3 separate regions of the Mus musculus genome follow, and all the other regions are linked to region 3. The links are chromatin contacts, called in public Hi-C maps. All regions are on one chromosome and are shown on one strand. Each heading gives the region's core, a stretch centred on a gene start, on an enhancer-like site or on the middle of the called end of the contact. The rest is flanking DNA. Distances are from core to core; before and after follow the strand shown.

Region 1 (2,700 bases), core at 41-2,540, 49 kb after region 3:
AGTACGTGGGCAGGGGGCAGGGTGTGCGGAGGGTATAGGGGACTTTTGGGATTGCATTTGAAATGTAAATGAAGAAAATATCTAATTAAAAAAAACTGCATCAGAACAGAGGAGTAGGGCTTAAAATAAAATAAAATAGTAAAAGAAAAACAAAAACAACAAAAACAACAAAAAAGGAGATGCTAGATATACAAATGAGGGGGGGAGGGGAGGGGGGAGGAGGGGAGGGGGAGGAGAGGGGGAGGGGGAGTCGGGAGACAGTTCTGGTTACATCATTTTCTCTTCCCTCTCTGTCCTCTCTGAGCTGTCTGTCTTGGTTGCACCAATCTGTCCACGTGTCAATTCATGTCTGTTTTTGTTTCATTTTCTGAATGACTGTTGTTCTATATTTCGTGTTGAAAAGAAAAAAATGATCAAAACTTTATCTGCTGGCTGTCAATCTCTTGATTCAGTCTCAGTTTGCACAGTGGAGACTGATTTAAATTGCCCCTCACCCGTAACCAGGTGTTAAGTACAGCTAGAGAAGCCCTGCTGAAAAGCTGTTTTTAAAGGGGGCCTCAAGTTCCAAGGCAAATAAGCTGATAGTTGTTGTTTTTTTTCCCTAGAAAAATCTCTGTAATTGTGATTATTCGGTTCAGCAAATGACAAAGGCTTTTTAATCTTAAAATTACAGCTAGAAAAGATAAAAAATTTTGTTTGGTCTAAGCATATAAGATTCGTGTAGCCACTTCATTTTGTTTCTGAGTGCTATTAAAGGTATACATATGTTCTGCATGTCTTGGTCAATGAATATTGGCTTATAAGTTAGTGGGTACGATTTAAAAAGTGTAATGTTAGTAACAGAAAGTTGGCTTAAAACTGGTAACTCAGGGTTGGAGTCATTTTAAACAACAACATGTGGCATGAACCAGCCCAGGAAGCCAGGCCTCTAAGGATACTCCTAAATTGGGATAATATTTTATGTGATTCTTATCCTAGAAACTAGAGTTATAAGGGATAAGGTTTAAAATATTGTCTCTTTAATGCAGCATTAAAAGTTGCACTGCCATGCACTCATATATAAGAATTGGCAGCCAAACTTCGTAATGTGAAAGTAATGATTTTGGTATTGATTTTTAAAGAGAATGGATTGTTTAAAATTGGATTTTGCTTTCCAAAGTTATGATTATTGTCTAATATTGCAAAAGAAACTTTAAAATTATGGTGAAATTGCCAGTGTTCCATTGGCTGCAGTTTGATTGCAAGCTCAGGATTCTTACCTCACCCATATTTTGTAATTAGGATGATTGCAAAAGTAATAAAAGTTAAAAACAGCCGTGGCCAGTATGGGCCTGCTGCCCCTTTTACACAAGCTTTATTGGATACAGTGGTAGAAGCAAATTTTAACCCCCCACGATTGGATAGAAGATCTCAGTGGAAATTTATTTGGTATCAAACAGGCTCCTGATGGACTGTTTCAAGGAGTTTATGGATAGGCTACTAAAAACAGCTAGTAGAAATTTTGGGGACCCTCAAGCAGGAGTTCCTTTTGTTACACAATTGTCTTATGAGAACACTAATGTAGCTTGCTGTAGCCATCCGGCCATACAAAGCAAAAACAGACTTATCTGGATCTATTCATCTTTGTGCAGAAATTGGACCCTCATACAATCCAGGTTTGGCTATGGTTGCTACCTTGCAGGGAACCATAATACAGCAATGCTTTCACAGCATCAAGGTTATAAGGAGTGGTTTAAGGATGAGGACATAAATCATTTTAGGAAAGACTGTCCAAAAGTTAGAGGCATAGACAGACAGTAAAATTGCTCCCCTGGAATCTGTCCTCATTGCAGGAGGGGTAAACATTGGGCAATATGCTCAGATTAAGAAATATTTACATTTGAATTAATGCAAAGCTCAGAGTGGCCTCAGTGAGGTGTCTTACAAACCCTGCCTATGAAAGTTTTTGAGCCTTCCCCTCACCTTGTCCCTGGGGAATTATTTTTTAAGCCCAAACAGCATTACTACAGATATATCCAGGTGTTGTTCAAAATAAAGTTCAAACTTAAGATTTATGAAAGGTCAATGAGGCTGTGGAACCTGTAGAGGCATTACAATCTGGCCTACCTGCTCCCTATAGTATTATTATGGATTTGGAGGTTTTTTTCCCCTTGCATCCTGATAATTGTAAAGGGTTTGCTTCTAGTGAGCTCTTAATCATTGGAAAGTGTTGCCTCAAGGAATGGCTAATAGCCTTACATTATGTAAAAAAAAATGTCTCTCCTTCAATACAAGAAGTTAGGACTTTGAATCTTTCATTGTATATTGTTTATTAGATGGAGAGAATTTTATTAGCTGATAACCCTGATGGAATTTTTCAACAAATCTTTGCTCTTATAAACTAACTTTAATGGGGCTCACAGCTAAACAAAGAATTCTCACCTGAGGAATACCGAATGGCTGAGTAACACCTGAAAAAATGTTCAGCATCCTTAATCATTGGGGAAATGCAAATCAAAACAACCCTGAGATTCCATCTCACACCAGTCAGAATGGCTAAGATCAAAAATCCAGGTGACAGCAGATGCTGGCGAGGATGTGGAGAAAGAGGAACACTCCTCCATTGTTGGAGGGATTGCAAGCTTCTCCAACCACTCTGGAAATCAGTCTGGCGGTTTCTCAGAAAATTGGATATAGTACTACCGGAGGATCCCGCAATAC
Region 2 (2,910 bases), core at 371-2,870, 40 kb before region 3:
TGTTAAAGCAGGGGGAAGCTCAAAAGAATAAGCGTGTGATCCAATTCACATATACTTTTCTCCTATAAAAAAGGCTGTTTTTAAACACAGTAATTGGGATGCATGCATGCATGAATTTATAGAAGATACAGAATCATGCATAAAAACAATTTTTTAACTTATCTTTGGGATAATGATTGTCAGTATTATTTAAAATGATGGTATGCAATAGATCAAATATTAATATTCTGTAATAACCAATTTAATTGCTGTTTTGAACAAATAATAGACACTTAGGTTCTTAAGACACAATTTTTGTTATAGGTTTTCTAAAATATAAGAATTTATCTTATAATTCTTTATTAGCACCACCACAGCCTTAATAGGATGTTAAAATTGTGCTTTGAGGTGAACACCACCTCTGCCTTGCCCGCCTCCGGCCTTCCTCTCAGGCAGAAGAGGCTGGAGTGGCCCAATCTGTTGTAGGCCAGAAAGCCCGAGCGAGGGCGGCAGAGAACCCAGAGTCCTAGCAGGAAAAATATGGCTACCCCGGCGGGGACAGGTGGAGGCTCATGGGGCAATGGCGAGCATGGCCCTCCCCTGAGTTTGCTACGAAGGTGCCCGCTTTCTGGTGGTCCTGCCCCGCAGCAGCTCCACATGGGCCAACAGTTGGGTGGGAGGAGAAGAAAAATGACTTTACAATAATGTTTTCTCTTGCCAAAGAATTGCTGTGGGTACAGCTAATATTTAATTACCATTGATTATAATTGATAACAATTATAAAAGCTTTCTTTATTTTTCTGCAAAGCCTCTTGTTCTTTGCCAGTTAATTTGTGTCTCACTTAATAGCACCTAACAAAATCTTAAGTTCTCCTGTGTTTAATGTAAGGTAAGGTCTTAGCCAATTAACATCTCCTGGAAGCTTTTGAAAATAAAATTTTGAAGCAAATCAATTTTTCGTTCTTAGATTTTCTGTACCACCATTTTCTATTATAACTAAAACCCTAAATATTAAAAATATATTGTCTCTGAATCTTATGGAGCAACAACTACTCCCCAGAACTTTAAAGCTCATTGTGTGAAAGCAAACATTTGAAGTAAACTTCCCTTTAGAGGCATTAGCTAATAAAATACTTTCCACTTAGGAAACAATATACACTGAAAGATTCAAACTCTTAGCTTCTTGTATTGAAGCAGAGACGCTAAGAATTTTTCTTACAAGAGGTAAGGCTATATGAGCCATACCTAGAGGGAAAATTTTCCAGTGATTACAAGCTTACTAGAAGCAAGCTCTTTACAATTTTCCAGATGCAAAGGAAAAAACAAACTCTTAAATCTATAATAACTTTACATGAAGTAGGCAACTCAAATCGCAATGTCCTGATAAATTCTACAGCCTGATTGACCTTTTATAAACTTAGAATTTAAGCTTTATTTAGAACAACATCTGGGTAGATCTGCAAAGGTGCTCTTCTAGCTAAAAGCAATTTTCCCTGAAGGCAAGGAGAGGCAAGCCTTGAGAGCTTCCTTAGGCACCGTTTGCAAGACAAAAGAAAGTCACACAAGCCATGCAGAGGCTGCTCTGGGCTTAGTTCCTCTTGCCGCGAGGACAGATTTCAGAACTTTTAAGTTTCTTCTGCAATATTAGACTATAACTACAACCCCTTGGGAAAGCAAAACCCAATTTCAAAACAATTTATCACCTTAGAATAAACATCAAAACTTCACTATCATGTTGCGAAATTTGGCTGCCAATTTATACCTATGAATGCATGACAGTGTAGATTTTAATGCTTCATGTTGTGAAATTTGGCTGCCAATTTATACCTATAAATGCATGACAGTGCAGATTTTAATGCTTCATTAAAGAGACACTGCTTTAAATCTTATCTTTAATTCTACTTTCTAGGATAAGAATCACATTAAACATTATCTCAACTAGAAGTATCCTTAGGAGGCCTAGTTTTTTGGCCTGCATTATGCCACGTATTTGAAAGACTCCAACCCTGAGTTAATAATTTACTGGAAAGCTAACTTTCCAGTAACCAGTGTTACACCTTTTTGATCAGTAAAAAACCAAATTAAGTGGCTACATGAATCTTATAAATTTAGACCAATCAAGGAATTTCAAATTTTCTAGCAATAATTATTAAAAGCACCTTGTCATTAGCTAAACGCAATAATCATGATTGCAGAGAATTTTCTTAGGAAGGAATAACTACCTGCCTATTTACCTTGAACTAAGAGGTTGTAAACTCTGTTTCTTAAAAAACTGTTTTTCCCAGCAGGAGCCCTCCTGCTGTGCCTGATCCTGGCTAAAGCATGTGACCACTCTCTTGCTGAACCAGCAGATAAAGTTTTAGCCATCTTTATTTTCCAACATGAAACACAGAACATTCAGTCATTCAGATGAGACAAAACACACATGGATTGAAAATGTGAATGGACCGGTGCACCAGACATTAGAGTAGACGTTAGACAACACAAAGAGGGCAGAGAACTTCTGATGTAGGGGCTAGAGAGAAAAAGGCAGGGCGTCCCCTGAAATTTCTCTCTGCCTCTGGGAGAGTTTCAAATTCCATTTTCTTCTATATTATTTTATTATTAAAAACCCTGTTTCTGCCGCCTGATGCAGCTCCTGTCTGTGGATATCTGCCTGATTATTTAATTTAAACTCTTTTTCCTCTCTCCTAAAGCAGTTTTTGAAAACTGCGGACAACCGCCTGATTAGCTCCTAGTTCCGAAAACTCGCTGCTGACCTAAGTGAATCCAGTGTTGGGTTAGCACTGATTCCAACTTTAGCCCATATCTTCCGTATCTCCAGCAACACTTTACCTGTTGCTTCACCGTGCCCTGATACGAATTCTCTGATTCTTTTTCTTACCGTGGAGCTCCACATGAAACAGCATTCCTTCAGCGTTTTTCTGCCAC
Region 3 (2,700 bases), core at 55-2,554:
AGCTCAGTGAGGGGACCAGGTTACATTATTGTTAAGTGGCTGGCTTGTTGTTGGCATTGGGGGGTCATGGTAGGAAATGTCTAGGGGTCCATCTCCTCCATATACAACCAGCGTGAGGGCCACAGGCATCCTAATGAAGTATAGTTGAAAGCTTGCAATCAAGGCTATATACCTTTGGCCTCTGATCATTTATTCAGGTGTAAAGTTGAAGGTAGATGGTAAAGGAATGGGAGACAGAGGAAGGAGTGGAGAGAAGAGAGAGCGAAGAGGGGAAATGAGAGAGGAGGTAGGGAAAAGGAGAGAGGAGGATGAGTAGAGGGAAAAGAGGGAGTAGCAAGGAGAGGGGAGAGAAGAGAAAGGAGGGAGGAGAGAGGCGAGATCAGAGAGTAGAAGTTTGGAGAAAGTAAGGAGATAGAAATGGGAAAAAAGGGTGCAAGGAGATAGGAAGAGGGAGGAGAGGGGAGTAGGAAGAGGGAGATGGAGAGAAAGCAGGATGAAGTGAAGAGAATTAGGCTGGGAGAGAAGACAAAAGGAGCACACAGGGAGCTGGAGAAAGCAGAGAAGGGTGTGTTGGCACTAAACCACTTGTCCCCATTGCTGTGACATGCCTACAGAGGAGCCCAGAACCTCAACAACTTGTCTGCCTTTACTCTGTACTTTACTTTCACACTGATGCAACCATTTCTATGGAAAGGCACTCAACAGTATTTTGTCCCACAATTATTTTCAGAGAAAAGAGGTTGCTCAGTTGGTATGGCAAGAGACATGGCTCAGTGAATGGGCATTCTTTGGTTCGCTAGTTGAGGGTGAAACCTGTCTGCCAGGGGATCTGTGATCTAAGAAGGAAGTGGGGTCCCAACACCCACCCCCAGGCATTGCCTTTGTGATGTGAGCAAGACAGAAGTGTCGCCTCATCCAGAGTGACTGTGCAACAGTCCTGTCTCAGCCTAGCTATCACAGCAGCATGCCACGCAAGTTCTCAAAACTTCATCCCAGTAGAGTCAGAGGAGCAGCTTCCATTTATTGTCTATGAGCAGAGACCACAGCATCTGCATCTTCCTTTGGCAAGAGAAACAGACCAGAGAGAAGATTCTGTGAACCCAGAAATGTTCCCTGATTGTAGCCTAGTATCTCATCCAAAGCCCTTGCCTCAGCCACACACATGTTGTAGGCCATAGCTAGTACCATACAGTCCTGGGACAGTGCCTTTTCTGTCCCTGGAGTCAAGGAATCCCGGGCATTACCTGCAGAGCCTCTGTGATAGCTGACTCCTGATGTTCAGGGTTGTTGGCTTGCCTGGCATCTCCCCAGTGAACAGTGATGCCTATTTATTCCTCCCAAGGGCTCCTCCCTCCTCTTAGGAAATGTTGGCATGGACAAGTTGTGCCCTGTGTTCGGTTTACAATTCGTCAGACAAGAAGATTCCTGGTAATATGGATTTGTAGTCTCTATCAGAACTGCCTCCTGATGGGGCAATTCCCAACTCTTCTCTGTACAAGCCCATTGGATCTCCTGGGTATGTATTTTGTTTGTCAAATGTTTCAAAGACAATGTGGAAAGGGGAAGAAGTCAGAAGCAAAACCAGAATGCATGATCTCTACCCTACTGTACTGGCTAGTTTTGTGTCAACTTGACACAGCTGGAGTTATCACAGAGAAAGGAGCTTCAGTTGAGGAAATGCCTCAAGGAGATCCAACTCTAAGGCATTTTCTCAATTAGTGATCAAGGGGGAAAGGCCCCTTGTGGGTGGGACCATTTCTGGGCTGGGAGTCTTGGGTTCTATAAGAGTGCAAGCTGAGCAAGCCTGGGAAGCAAGCCAGTGTAGAACATCCCTCCATGGCCTATGCATCAGCTCCTGCTTCCTGACCTGCTTGAGTTCCAGTCTTGACTTCCTTTGGTGATGAACAGCAGTATGGAAGTGTAAGCTGAATAAACCCTTTTCTTGCCAACTTGCTTCTTGGTCATGATGTTTGTGCAGGAATAGAAACGCTGACTAAGACACCTACTTTTCACCAACGAGGGCTGCAGCTTTATAGTCTAAGTCATTTAAAAATGAACACTGAATACTAACTAAAAAAAATCAGTAGCCCTCCTTTATACAAATATTAAGTGGAAGAACTGAGAGCAAACATCCTGCACAATAGCCACAAGTAACATCAAATATCTTGGTTTAACTCCAACCAGGCAAGGAAACATCCTGCAGGACAAGAGGTTCTACTGTCTGAGGAAAGAAATTGAGGAAGATATTAGAATATGGCAAGATATCCATGCTCATGGATTGGTAGGATTAGCCTAGTAAAAATAGACATTCTAACAAGAGCAGTCTACTGATTCAGTGAAATTCCCATTAAAGTTCCAACACAATTCTTTACAGGCCTTGAAAGAGCATTTCTCAACTTCATATGGAAAAACAAAACACCCAGGATAGGTAAAAAAAATCTTGTATAATAAAAGAACTTCTATATCTGTACCACCATCCCTGGTTTCAAGCTGTACTACAGAGCAATAGTAATAAACCCCCATGGTATTGGCATGAAGACAGGCATGTTGATCAATGGAATAGAACTGAGTGATCTAGGAGAACCCATTGAGCAAAGCAAAGGTTTGGTTTGACTCACAGTTTCAAAGTCTACAGTTCAGGGTCTGCTGGCTCCAGTTCTGTTCTAGGTCTATTTCCAATGTCTGTGACTACCCAGTACC

What was found. A called contact is a pair of places that touch in the nucleus more often than the background predicts.
Region 1: a Hi-C map of liver shows a contact between it and region 3, with 5 times the contacts expected there. The contact joins the enhancer-like site here to the promoter of Serpina3k in region 3. A contact is called at or near these places in 7 of 39 promoter capture datasets (the 3T3-L1 cell line, the SN4741 cell line, cranial neural crest and 3 more), 5 of 484 Hi-C or Micro-C datasets (all in liver), 1 of 115 datasets of contacts at active chromatin or transcription factors (double positive thymocytes) and 1 of 9 other capture datasets (liver).
Region 2: a Hi-C map of liver shows a contact between it and region 3, with 1.6 times the contacts expected there. The contact joins the enhancer-like site here to the promoter of Serpina3k in region 3. A contact is called at or near these places in 1 of 39 promoter capture datasets (macrophages), 37 of 484 Hi-C or Micro-C datasets (the AML12 cell line, the G1E-ER4 cell line, beige adipocytes and 14 more), 6 of 115 datasets of contacts at active chromatin or transcription factors (embryonic stem cells, hepatocytes and vascular smooth muscle cells) and 3 of 9 other capture datasets (adipose tissue, embryonic stem cells and pancreatic islet).

Annotation. Positions count from the first base shown.
Region 1 is chr12:104,287,696-104,290,395 of GRCm38.p6, reverse strand. No RefSeq gene overlaps it. Among named protein-coding and RNA genes, the nearest start is that of Gm51267, 20 kb to the right of the region's middle. Within about 2 kb of position 1,290, at least 5 of the 459 cell types and tissues checked have an H3K27ac peak or open chromatin away from gene starts, as enhancers often do. A contact at or near this core is called in liver, where this site is marked.
Region 2 is chr12:104,377,626-104,380,535 of GRCm38.p6, reverse strand. No RefSeq gene overlaps it. Among named protein-coding and RNA genes, the nearest start is that of Serpina3m, 8.1 kb to the left of the region's middle. Within about 2 kb of position 1,620, at least 3 of the 459 cell types and tissues checked have an H3K27ac peak or open chromatin away from gene starts, as enhancers often do. A contact at or near this core is called in hepatocytes and liver, where this site is marked.
Region 3 is chr12:104,337,090-104,339,789 of GRCm38.p6, reverse strand. Serpina3k (serine (or cysteine) peptidase inhibitor, clade A, member 3K) reads right to left here and starts at 1,304. Exons shown (of 5, transcript NM_011458.2): 1 at 1,245-1,304.